Regions from separate parts of the Pan troglodytes genome. Here region 1 is linked to region 2. Evidence: chromatin contacts called from public Hi-C data. All regions are on one chromosome and are shown on one strand. Each heading gives the region's core, a stretch centred on a gene start, on an enhancer-like site or on the middle of the called end of the contact. The rest is flanking DNA. Distances are from core to core; before and after follow the strand shown. Region 1 overlaps BCAR3 (BCAR3 adaptor protein, NSP family member). Region 2 overlaps BCAR3 (BCAR3 adaptor protein, NSP family member).

Evidence for each region. Hi-C and Micro-C count contacts between places; a contact is called where the count stands out from the background.
Region 1: a Hi-C map of stem cell-derived neural progenitor cells shows a contact between it and region 2, with 4 times the contacts expected there. The contact joins two enhancer-like sites. A contact is called at or near these places in 7 of 7 Hi-C or Micro-C datasets (blood, induced pluripotent stem cells, a lymphoblastoid cell line and 2 more) and 1 of 1 other capture datasets (stem cell-derived neural stem cells).

Annotation. Positions count from the first base shown.
Region 1 is chr1:137,535,289-137,540,961 of NHGRI_mPanTro3-v2.0_pri, forward strand. All of the region lies in intron 5 of BCAR3 (BCAR3 adaptor protein, NSP family member), which reads left to right. Among named protein-coding and RNA genes, the nearest start is that of TRNAC-GCA, 120 kb to the right of the region's middle. Within about 2 kb of position 3,308, at least 8 of the 24 cell types and tissues checked have an H3K27ac peak or open chromatin away from gene starts, as enhancers often do. A contact at or near this core is called in stem cell-derived neural progenitor cells and stem cell-derived neural stem cells, where this site is marked.
Region 2 is chr1:137,365,485-137,371,756 of NHGRI_mPanTro3-v2.0_pri, forward strand. The region is part of intron 2 of BCAR3 (BCAR3 adaptor protein, NSP family member); the gene reads left to right. Among named protein-coding and RNA genes, the nearest start is that of MIR760, 33 kb to the left of the region's middle. Within about 2 kb of position 2,152, at least 6 of the 24 cell types and tissues checked have an H3K27ac peak or open chromatin away from gene starts, as enhancers often do. A contact at or near this core is called in stem cell-derived neural progenitor cells and stem cell-derived neural stem cells, where this site is marked.

The DNA.
Region 1 (5,673 bases), core at 2,058-4,557, 170 kb after region 2:
CACTTTGGGAGGCCGAGGTGGGCTGATCACCCGAGGTCAGGAGTTCGAGACCAGCCTGGCCAACATGGTGAAACCCTGTCTCTACTAAAAATATAAAAATTAGCCGGGTGTGGTGGCGGGCATCTGTAATCCTAGCTACTCGGGAGGCTGAGGCAGGAGAATTGCTTGAACCTGGGAGGCGGAGGTTGCAGTGAGCCGAAGTTGCACGATTGCACTCCAGCCTGGGTGACAAGAGTGAGACTCCATCTCAAAAAAAAAAAAAAAATGCTGCTCCCCTCCCCATCGGAGACTTTCCAACCATCTTCCCTTGGTTTTTTCAGTGCCCAGATAGAAGAGAGAGGTCTGGGACTGCCTCCTGCCTCCTTGGGTCTGGGAGAGACAAGGTTCTGAGGCTGACCCTCATAGCTCGTGGGGCGAGGGGACTGCAGTGTCATGGCAGGAGAGAGTTGGGTGGAGGAAGAATCCAACATTCAGCTCTGGCAGTTTGTATGTGTGTCCTCCTAGCACCGTGCACCGTTTGTGTTGCAGTACATTCATGCCGGGTGAAAGGGGACCGGTTTCTCGGTTGCTTAGCTACCGGTCGTTCATCCCAAGTGGAATGGAGGAAAATATGCATGGCTGGGAAGCCCCAGGGCTGTTGGGCAGCTCTTTTACCTTGTCCAGCAGGCTGGCCTCCTGCTGGGACTCCTGACAGCACCAAGACCCCAAAGGCTCAATTTGATATTTGGATGTGAGAGGAAAATAAATTGCAGATCCAAAGTAGTCCAGGGATTTGGGGAATCTCATTCCTCACTGTTTCCGTCTCTTTAATTCTGGCACTTACAGGAGAGAATTTTGTTTTTTTTCACATTTTTCCTAACCTTCTCTCCTCACATTTTTTTCCCCCCACAGTAGCTCAGAACATGATCATCTTGATAGTTTGGTTTTAACTTTTGTCTAATCATGAGGTCCTTTTCTGTGGTCAAACGTAATTGATTCTGTTTCCCTGCATTGAAAGGAAAGATTTCTTCCAGGTTGGAAAGCTGAACCCTCCAGAGTGGCTCCACCTTCCTCCTGCTGTTTACCATGTAGCTAGTGACTTCGGTTCCTGGCGTACAGCTCTGGAATTTTCCTCTGCGTACCTAGCATACCTTACCCTAGATAAAACCAAACATTTTTTTTTAATAGGAGGAAATATCTTTTAGAGCCAGTAACCCTAGGCAAAATTATGAAGTAGAATTTTATCTCTATACTGCTCAACCTACTCACTGCCCCATTGCACTTGCCCAGATTTTTACTTCGTTAAAACACAATTACACTGTGTCCAGTTTCTTAGATCACTATCAAGTAGTTGCTTAGAAAATTTGATAAAATAGCAGTGCTAAAATGTTAATAAATGATAACAGCTCCATGTGTTCCCCTTCCCAGATAGCTGTCCAACAGAGATTCACATCCCCTGAGACCCCCCACCCCAGGGAGGGAGCTGGGTCCACACTCTGGTTCTTTTTGTTTTGAGACGGAGTCTTGCTCTGTTGCCCAGGCTGGAGTACAGTGGCGCAATCTTGGCTCACTGCAACCTCCGCCTCTCAGGTTCAAGCGATTATCCTGCCTCAGCCTCCCGAGTAGCTGGAACTACAGGCGTCCGCCACCACAGCTGGCTAATTTTTTGTACTTTTAGTAGAGATGGGGTTTCACCGTATTAGCCAGGATGGTCTCGATCTCCTGACCTTGTGATCCACTCACCTCGGCCTCCCAAAGTGCTGGGATTACAGGCGTGAGCCACCGCGCCCCAGCCCACACTTTTGTTCTAATTAGCAATGTGACCCTGGATTTGCCACCTGCTCTCTGTGGGTTCCATTGTCCCCACGATAGAAACCTTGGAGTAGGCTATTGTTCCTTCTAGCTTAAGTTTATAGGATTCTCCATGCCTAGAATAGGCTGGAGAGGAAAATCTTGTAGCCAGTGGTAAGGAGTTCTTAATTGTGCGATATCCCTGTTGATCCTAAGATCGCCGTATTGATTGGAACAGGATACCATTTCATGTTGTATCTTGGATATGAAGACCAAGGTCATGATGGATCATAACTGCCACCACCATGTTCCCAGAAGAGTGGAAGTTACCCCAGCACTCCTGCATTGCTCTGTGATCCATTATGGTTCACTTCTGTAACCCCCTTTCAACCTATGAAGCCTAGGCTCACTTCCACTCTTTATCACTCTCTTCCTTTTATTTTCCCCTGGAACTGCATCTTTAAGCTTCAGAAGTTGCCCCCACAACCAGCACTAAATATAAATGTATATTATCTCCTCTGGGTGCGATGGCTCATGCCTGTAATCCCAGCACTTTGGGAGCCCGAGGTGGGTGGATCACCTGAGGTCAGGAGTTCGAGACCAGCCTGACCAACATGGTGAAGCCTCGACTCTACTAAAAATACAAAAATTAGCTGGGCATGGTGGCAGGCACCTCAGGAGGCTGGAGCAGGAGAATCGCTTGAACCTGGGGGGCGGAGGTTGCAGTGAGCCGAGATTGGGCCATTGCACTCCAGCCTGGGCAACAGAGCAAGACTCGTCTCAAAAAAAAGAAAAATTTTACATTTTCTCCTTCCCCTTTATACCTATATTCCTTTTAGCCTCAAGACTAGTGCTGCTTTGTTTGTTTTGTTTTTTGAGACAGGGGCTTACTCTGTTGCCCAGGCTGGAGTGCAGTAGCAGGATCATAGCTCACTGAAACTTTGAACTCCTCGGCTCAAGCAATCCTCCCACCTCAGCCCCCTCAAGTAACTGGGACCACAGATGACCACCACCATGCCTAATTTTTTTTTATTTTTTGTAGAAACAGGGTCTCACTATGTTGCCCAGGCTTGTCTCGAACTCTTGGCCTCAAGTGATACTCCTGCCTCAGCCTCCCGAAGTGCTGGGATCACAGATATGAGCCACCATGCTGGGCCAAGACTAATTCTTTTTGGCCTCTTCACACACCAGCCCTACAGTTATTTTAGTAAAGAGTTCTTTTCTAGGGGTGGTTTAAGCTGTAGTTTTTTAAGGGAGGAAGTGATTGGCTAGGGCAGGGCTGGGTGATTTTTCTTTTAGAAGAAGTGTTTATTATACATTTTCCATTTTAAAATAAATTGTCCTCAAAAAAGTTACATTAGAAAATATGGTGAAGTAGAAAAAAATATTGGAATGCCTGTTTTTTTTGTTTTTTTTTTTCAAATTAGCCGTGAATAGGCAAGTGTTTTTTTGTGGCCAGGCTGTAAACAGCACGCTTGCCCGCCTGTGGACAAAGGCCTGCTCTCCAGGCTACCGCAGTGAGGAAGCGTCAGGACGGAATGCAACCTTTTGTTCCTGGCTAGATTCCTAGTGAACGCATGTCCTCTTTCTTTTGTAGTCAGCCTTGGTGGGTTCTTGTTAGACCCACTGTGAGCTGTAATAGAATGACCTACAGTCTCTGAGCTTGTTGCGCAGGTTAGGAGAAGAAAGGACAAGGCTGCAGCTGTTATCCTGAGTGGGGACAGAGCCCTGCAGCTTCTCCCTTCACAGTGCAGATGACCCCAGAGAAACTCAGGAAGCTGTCCTTTGTGGGGTCAATGCTCTGAAAATTCTCCTTCCCCAAGGGTCTTCTAGGTCTAAAGACGTTACAGGCCATCCAAGGCTCAGATCTCAGCAAGGCCATTTCCTGCAGCCGGCTGGGGATATATTAGGTCACCCAGCATATTTAAAAAGGAGTAATTATGCAAATTCCAATGCCAAGAATAAGTGCCCTGGCTGCCGGAGACCTCAGTGGAGAAGGGGTGACGTGACTTCAGCTCCCTTTTTGTGCTCAAGATGGCTGCAGCCATGGTCACAATTAAATAGCTGTCTTTGAGAGAAGCCTTTTCTTCCAGCAGGAAAGCAGGCCAGTCTGCTCTGAATTAGCCAGCTCACAAAGCCATGAAAGGGACTTACAAAAACAATGGCACGCTGTACATTCCATGAGATTTTAACAAGTTATATGAACCAAATAATGGGCCGATTGGCTGGCTCTGCAGGTTTTTGCCTGAGTGTGCACATTGGCAGAGCCAGCGCCATCCCCTGTGGGACCAGAGATCAAACACCGCCAGCAGTGAATGTAAAACAGCCCTGGCCCGCTCTGGGGCCCACATGCAGAGGGACGAAAGGGAGCTCCCACCCAACTTCTTCCACTCCACCCCAAAAACATTCTCTGCAAATATTCTTGGGAGGTTCGGTGTTACTACAGTTATTTAAAATGCTGAGGTAGGATGTTCCCACATCCTAGGTATGGATGACAGTCTCCCTCATTCAATGGAGTCTTATCCTTCAGGTCTATGAAAATGTGGCCATTTATAAAAAGTAAAACCTTATGAAAACACATGTCCGTATAAAAGTCTATATGCATGTTTGTAGTGACATTATTCGTAATTGACAAAAACAAAAACTGGAGACAACCCCAAAGTCCTTCAACTGGAAAAAAGTAGTACACCCATATAATGGCATATTGTTTAACCTTAAAGAGGAATGGACTTTTATTTACTTATTTTTTTAAGAAACAGGGTCTCATTCTGTTGCCCAGGCTGGAGTTCAGTGGTGCAATCATAGCTCACTGTAACCTCAAACTTCTGGTCTTGGGTGATCCTCCCACCTCACTGAGTAGCTAGGACTCCAGGCACTCACTACCACACCCAGCTAACTTGTTTATTTTTTGTAGAGATGGGGTCTCCCTGTGTGCTTGGGCTGGTCTCGAACTCTGGCCTTCCTCCTGCCTTGGCCTCCCAAAGTGCTGGGATTACATGTGTGAGCCACTGCTTCCAGCCTAGGAGTGGACTGTTGATATACGCAGAAACACACATTGTGTTAGTCTGTTTTCGTGCTGCTGATAAAGACATACCCGAGACTGGGCAATTTACAAAAGAAAAAGGTTTGTTGAACTTACAGTTCCATATGGCTGGGGAGGCCTCACAATCATGGTGGAAGGTGAAAGGCACATCTCACATGGCAGCAGACAAGAGAAGAGAGCTTGTGCAGGGAAACTCCGTTTTTTTTGTTGTTGTTGTTGTTGTTGTTGTTTTGAGACAGAGTCTCACTGTGTTGCCCTGGCTGGAGTGCAGTGGCATGATCTTGGCTCATTGCAACCTCCACTTCCTCGGTTCAAGCAATTCTCCTCCCTCAGCTTCCCAAGTAGCTGGGATTATAGGCCTGGGCCACCATGCCCAGCTAATTTTTTTTGTATTTTTAGTAGAGGTGGGGTTTTGCCACGTTGGCCAGCCTGGTCTCGCACTCCTGACCTCAAATGATCCACCCACCTCAACCTCCCAAAGTGCTGGGATTATAGGCATGAGCCACTGCACCCAGCCAAAACTCCCCATTTTAAACATCAGATCTCATGAGACTTATTCACTATCACGAGAACAGCATGGGAAAGACCTGCCCCCATGATTCAATTACCTCCCACCAGGTCCCTCCCACAACACATGGGAATTCAAGATGAGATTTGGGTGGGGACACAGCCAAACCATATCATGCGTGAATCTTGAATACATTACGTTGAGTGAAAGTAGACAGTCTCAAAGGCTACGTACTCTAAAATTACATTTGTATGATATTCTGGAAAAGGCAAAACTTATAGTGACAGAAAACAAATAAATGGTTGAAAAGAGGTTGGAGAAGAGATGAAGTACACCAAGGAGCTTCCAGGGA
Region 2 (6,272 bases), core at 902-3,401:
GGTTTAATGTACTGATTGCTTGCCTGCCCCTGAAGGCAGTTTTAGGACTTCAGCAAAATACAAGTTAGCACCTGTTTTTGTAAGTATAGCTAAGATAGTTTTAGTTTGGGGGGTTTTGTTTTGTTCTATCTTCATTTTTTGTTGCATTCCTGAATATCTTGTTCCTAGCTATGGTGGTGGTTTTGACATTGTCAATCAAGAATTCCGTGGGCAATAGCTTAAATGCCTTCAGTATTACCATCTATTGCTTGTTTAAACAGAGTTTTAATTTCTTTTTTTTTTGAGATGGAGTCTAGCTCTGTCGCCAAGGCTAGAATGCAGTGGTGCAACCTTGGCTCACTGCAACCTCCGCCTCCTGGGTTCAAGCGATTCTCCTGCCTCAGCCTCTTGAGTAACTGGGATTACAGGCGCCCACCACCACACACAGCTAATTTTTGTATTTTTAGTAGAAATGGGGTTTCACTGTGTTGGCCAGGCTAGTCTCGAACTCCTGACCTCGTGATCTGCCTGCCTCAGCCTCCCAAAGTGCTGGGATTCAAGCGTGAGCCACTGCGCCCAGCCCAGAGTTTTAATTTCTAAAGGATTTTGTGAATTATTCACCAATGAAAGCAAAGCTATAAATTGCAGCATAATTTCAAAATATTGCTTGGGGGATATGATCATGAGAAAACATAAAACTCTATTCTCCTGTCAATTCCTGAGCAAAAATTATCCTACAGTGATAGAATAAACTAGTCATAGTGGGCTTTCTGTGCAGCTAATTTATTTTATGTGCCTACTGTGTGCCAGGTATAGCACTAGATTCTGGGTATACAGTGGTGATTAAGACAACGTAGTCCTCACTCTCTTGGAATTTTCTAGTATAGTTTTCCAACTAGCAGTTGGCCTTTTGCATATCTGGATAGCCTGAATATGTACCTCTTGTTCTTTCAGTAGTAATAATATGTTTGTGAATGTTCCATTCACATTCTTCCCCAGCATCCTTTGTATGTAGAGTGTACTATACACATGGCTGAGGGATCAGGGAAGGTGTGAATCAGATCCTGTAAACCTAGCACAGGCCCTGACCACGGCAGCATTCTTCTAACCTCATAATCAGTGAGATAAGTGTGGTTGCTACCTAATAAACCACTGTAAAATTACATTAGAACTCCTCATTTATATTTTTTGGCTCAAACATGTTCTCCGTGTGTCTGTTGGTGTATAGCGCATCTCTATACAAATGTACATGGCCCTTTCCCATGTTTTATTTCATTTTCCCTTCAGAAGAAGCCTGTGCAGCAGAATGAATCAGGCAATGGTATCTCACACATGGATGAAAAGTGACTTCCCTCCCCATTCTTCTGGGGAGGGCTGCTTCCCCGCTTTGCGAAGCCCCACCTCTTACAACCTAATCTGCAGCGCCAGCTTTACCAAGTGAGGTTCACTTTATATTCAGCATTTACTGAGTCATCAATCCCCAGGAATCTCAAGATCCCAAAAATATGGAGACCCCACAGAGAAAGCTCAAGTTCACTACTGCAAATGCCTCTGTTCTGAAGAGTAAATTCGAGTAAGAAAAGAAACAACTAATCATGTTTATGCTGAGAAATGTTTCTCTTCTTTCTCTCCTTCTTGATCTGCTTATTTCTCATAGTTCCCCATCTCTGAGCTTCTCCCTGGGGCCTACAAAATGCATCTCGCTGGCATCCTGGGAGAGCACTGAATAAATATAAAGCGATAATGAGGAGGTGGCAGCTCTGGGCCACCTGGGAGGTGATAAGTGCAGCCAAGAGGCCCAGTGGGACCTGAATGCCTGCTCAGACAGCCCAGGGATCTCAGGTGTGATATAATTGTTGCTCAGCTTGTTTCCTTTACCCAATAAACTGTAGCTCTGTGGGGGCAAGTTGTATATTGTGCTCTCCATATAGCCCTAACGCAGTGCCTGGTGCTCCATAAATAGTTATTAAAAGTAGGAAAGAAGGCAGGCAGGCAAGGAGGAAGGAATGTGTGGGGGTGCACCTAAGCTTCTGAGGTTGTACAGAAAATGTGGACAGAAACCTAAAGTCTAGGTAGGAGCGGAGTTTGCACTCCGTCTTTTAAGACAGAATCCCTGTCTTAAAGGGATTAGTTCAGGTGAAAGCCCCGTGGATTAAACCTGTTTGATGCCTGGTTTGTGGGAGTCAAGGGATGTATGCACCTCCTCTCCTGGCTGCCACACAGGAGCTGTGTTCAGTCTCACAGGGGCATCATCAGCCTGGGAGCAGCTGTGTGGCTGTAACACCAGTGGATGCCGGTGTAACAGCTGGTACACACACCAGTGGTGACCCCCAGATGGGCCCACAGGGCAGAAACACTAAAGGCCAGGCCTCCTTCTCCATGAGGGCTGCCCAGAGTTCCTTCACAACAGCGACAAAGGCAGAGCCCAAGCCCATTGGAGGTTTTGCAGGTAGTGGACGTGAGTCCTGAAGAGCAGCTTTACCACTCCAGGGACCACCAGGCCCTGCCCGCCTAGAAGTCATAGCAGCCAGTGTAGACTTTAGCTTAGGAATACACTGCATGACCATCTCTGTGGGACCCCTTTGCCCTCAACCATCCTGTGAGATGTGGAAATTGAGGTTCAATAAGGCTGAATAACTTGCCTAAGGTCACACAACCAGTGGAGTGTCAGAGTTCGTACTCAGGGCATCTGGTCCTTTGTCAGTCACATCAGCAGAGGCATAGCAGCTGCGATGTTGAGAATACACTTGATCTTAGCCAAAAGGCCAAGAAGTGATGCAATGTTGAGAATAACCAGCAGAGGACAGCCTCCACCAAGAGGCCATTTACTGCCTTTGCAGAGATCAAAGCTAACATACCAGTATTGGGGCATATGTCACCATGTGCTCCCTGCTCCCTGACAAGATACACTGAAAAGGATCCAACATCAATTCTGTGATTTTCCTGTCATAAAAAATTTACCTAAACCTAATCCTGAAATACCAGATAAACTCAAAATCAGGGGCAGTCTGCTAAGCAACTGGCTAGTACCCTTCAAAATTGCTAAGGTCCAAAAAGTCAAAGAAAGGCAGAACTGTTCCAGGTTAAAGGAGGGCCATACAGCTAAATGCAATTAAATGCAATAAATGATTGATCTTTCATTGGATCCTGGGCTGAGAAAAAAGCAATACAAAATGTAAAGGACATTATTGGGACAATTGACGTAATCTGAATTTGAACTGTGGTTTAGATAGTAGTATTGTATCAATGTTAAGTTTCCTAAAGTTGCAATCATAATATGTTTACATAACAGAATGTCTTTGATCTCGAAATATTAAGGGGTAAAGGGGTACAATGTTTCCAACTAGCTTTAAAATAGTCAAGGAAGAACACCGAGATAGTAATAAGGCCACAAAAGAAATGGAGCAAAATGAAAGCAATAGGTGAATCTGGGCAAAGGGCACATGGAAGTCCCTTATACTGTACTTACAATTTTTCTGTAACTTTTAAATTATATCCATATTAAAAGTGAATGAGAGAGAGAGAGAAACTGTCCTAGTTTTTCAGAGCTTTGGACTTGTGGTAGCCACACCCGATTTGAGTCAGTGAAAGCTTTCTCATTGAGGGGGTGGGGGCAGTGAGGTGAGGCCTCTTTTTAGTAAAGTGTGGCTTTAGCCCACTGTGGAGCCCTGACCTTTGCCCTGGACTGACCAGAGTGACTGCACACAAAGCTTACCTGATAATAGATTTACCTGACCTATGAGACAGCCTTTGCTTAAACATTTTGAGGGAGTGAATATAATTCACACCTATAGGTGGAGGAAGAACAGTGGACCAAGCTGAAGGCAGAATGGAGCTCTGGGGGCTGGGGACACAGGGAGCATTCCAGGGCCTGTGAAATACAGAGAAGGAGAAAGGAGGGTCATCTGGGGGAGGGATGCAGGGTGGAACCACCACCTAGAGCTTTGCTGGGGCAATCCTTCCAAAAGGTAAGACTGCTGGAATCTGAATGAGCAGGGGAAATGTTAACAGTAAAAAGACTGCTATGAGGGGTAGCCATGAAAAAGGACATAGAGTAGAAAAAGCCGATGGAGGTGATATAGACAATGATGTGTGTTAGAACCACTTGGAGGACTATTGGAATTCTGATTCTTTTAGGCCTGGGATAGGGGGGTAGAGAATTTACATTTCTAACAAACTACCTGGTGCTGCTGGTCTGGACCACACTGTGAGTTGCAGTGGTGTCGCAGATGATTGTGTCCAGCCCACCCTGGAGGAGTAATGCCTGTGAGGAACATGTGAGAGTCACAATCAAAGAGGTCCAGGGTTGACCCTGTGGTGCCTGTAGCTGGGCAGTAGGGATTAGGGACAGACAGCCTCATGGATGAAATGCCACTGAAACTGGGTTTCAGAGGAGCTGGGGTAGAGGAGGGCCTTCTAAGGAAACAAAGACCTAGAAAACAGTCCAGTCCAGTTCATCATTTGGGTTCCCCAGGGAAATGGTGGGCAGAAAAGCAGTTGAAGGGCCTGAGTGCCAGGTCAGGAGTATGGACCATATTTGGCAGGTGGTGCAGAGCCTATGGTGGAGACATGACAGAGAGAGGGCTTTCAAAAGATTGACCTGATAGAGGTATGAAGAGGTGTGAAGGGCAGATAGGAGAGGGGGAGACTTGAGGTAGGAAAACTAGACAGGAGGTCCCAGCGGTGGGCTTCCTGGGACGGAAGGGCCTGGGGAAAGGGGATGGTAAGGGTGCGTGGAAAATAAGGGAGTTTAAGCATTCTAGCTAAGTGGGAAGTAGAGTTACACAAAGAATCCATTTGTTCTATTAGACTTTTGGCCTTGAGTTACCACCAAAATTAATATGAAGCATTCAAGTCTTCAAAGATGTTTTTTTAAAAAATCAATCCATTAAATGTATTTACAGGACATTTATTACTAAAAATTAAGCACGAGCTTTCATATGAACATCTTCAAAAGTCTCCTAAGCAGCAAGTGGGCAGATGGAGACAATGATGTGCTGGGAAACGTTTACCAACAGGCTGGGAGTCAGGAGAGCCCTGATTTGTAGCGAATGTCAATTTCCAAGCTATAAAATTCTCTCATAATGGCCGATTTCAAGCTAACAACATGATGTCAACTAGCTTGTAAAATTCCAAAAATATATCAGTTGGCTCTTGAGAGCCAGTACAAGCTGTTTCTAGCACACTCCAGAATGTAGAACAAATGACAGGAAATGGTTGGAGCCACTGCATAAGTAGTGAGTAAGTTTCTTTTCAGCATTGGTTTCTGAACCCAGAAAGCCAGGATTACCTGTGGAAGAAGCTCACAGGCCGGGTGACTTTGGGCCCCAAGCATTGGAGCATCGGTTAACAACAGTTCTTTCCAAAGAATGGAAAATGGCGGATAGGTTGGATTTGTTCTAAAGCCCCAAAGCCAGGAGGATTATTTTACATAATAGAGAAGCATAAAGGAAAGGGAAGAGTCTTAAAACTAAGAGGAAAGAGACCCGGTGTTTCCACTTATCTCTATCTCTGATACTTAGCAGCTGTGTGCGTAACTGCTTTGAGCCTCACCCTCTGTCTTTGAAAGCAAGGACAATACTAATAGTATACACAGCTCCATGCAAAGCCTAGAAGGCATTCCATATCAGTCAGACTTCACAACCCTCCCTTTCTTCCCTGCTACAGCATTCACCCCTCTCCACTTAGGTTTATGCTGCCCCAGACCCTGTATCTGTCCCATAGAAACTATCCTCTCACGTCTGAGGGATGTTCCACACCTTCAGGGTAGATCTGGAAGCCGCACTGGCCAGTCTGCTGCAGAGAAGAAGGCAAAGGGAGAGAAGCTGATTGTGTCTCCATCAGCTTTCGCGGCTGTGCTTTGGTCCCTCACGAACTGTACTTCCTGCCCTTGGATTCTAGTCTTTCTTTTTTTCTGATAATTTTTTCTTTTGGCTTAAAATTGGGATTCTGTTACCTGTAACCCAAAGAGCCTGAGACACCCTAATTATCTTCCTTCAAAAATTCTGGTAGAGACAAAAGACACTGGCCTGGGAATCAGATTTGAGTTTTGACCTTGGACAAATGACTTCACCTCTCTGGGTCTTGGTTTCTCATCTGTAAGATGAACCAATGAACCAAATGAATGTAAATGAATTTTAGCACTAGTGTACTGCTCTGTTCTACATATCTTTAGCCTAATGGGAGTATATTAGAGTTAAATGCCCACTCAATTCCACTAGTCAGAAATGAGTTGATTTGAATGACCAGAGAGCTTTGGACAGTATTTGCACAGTGCTGATTAACTCCCTAGC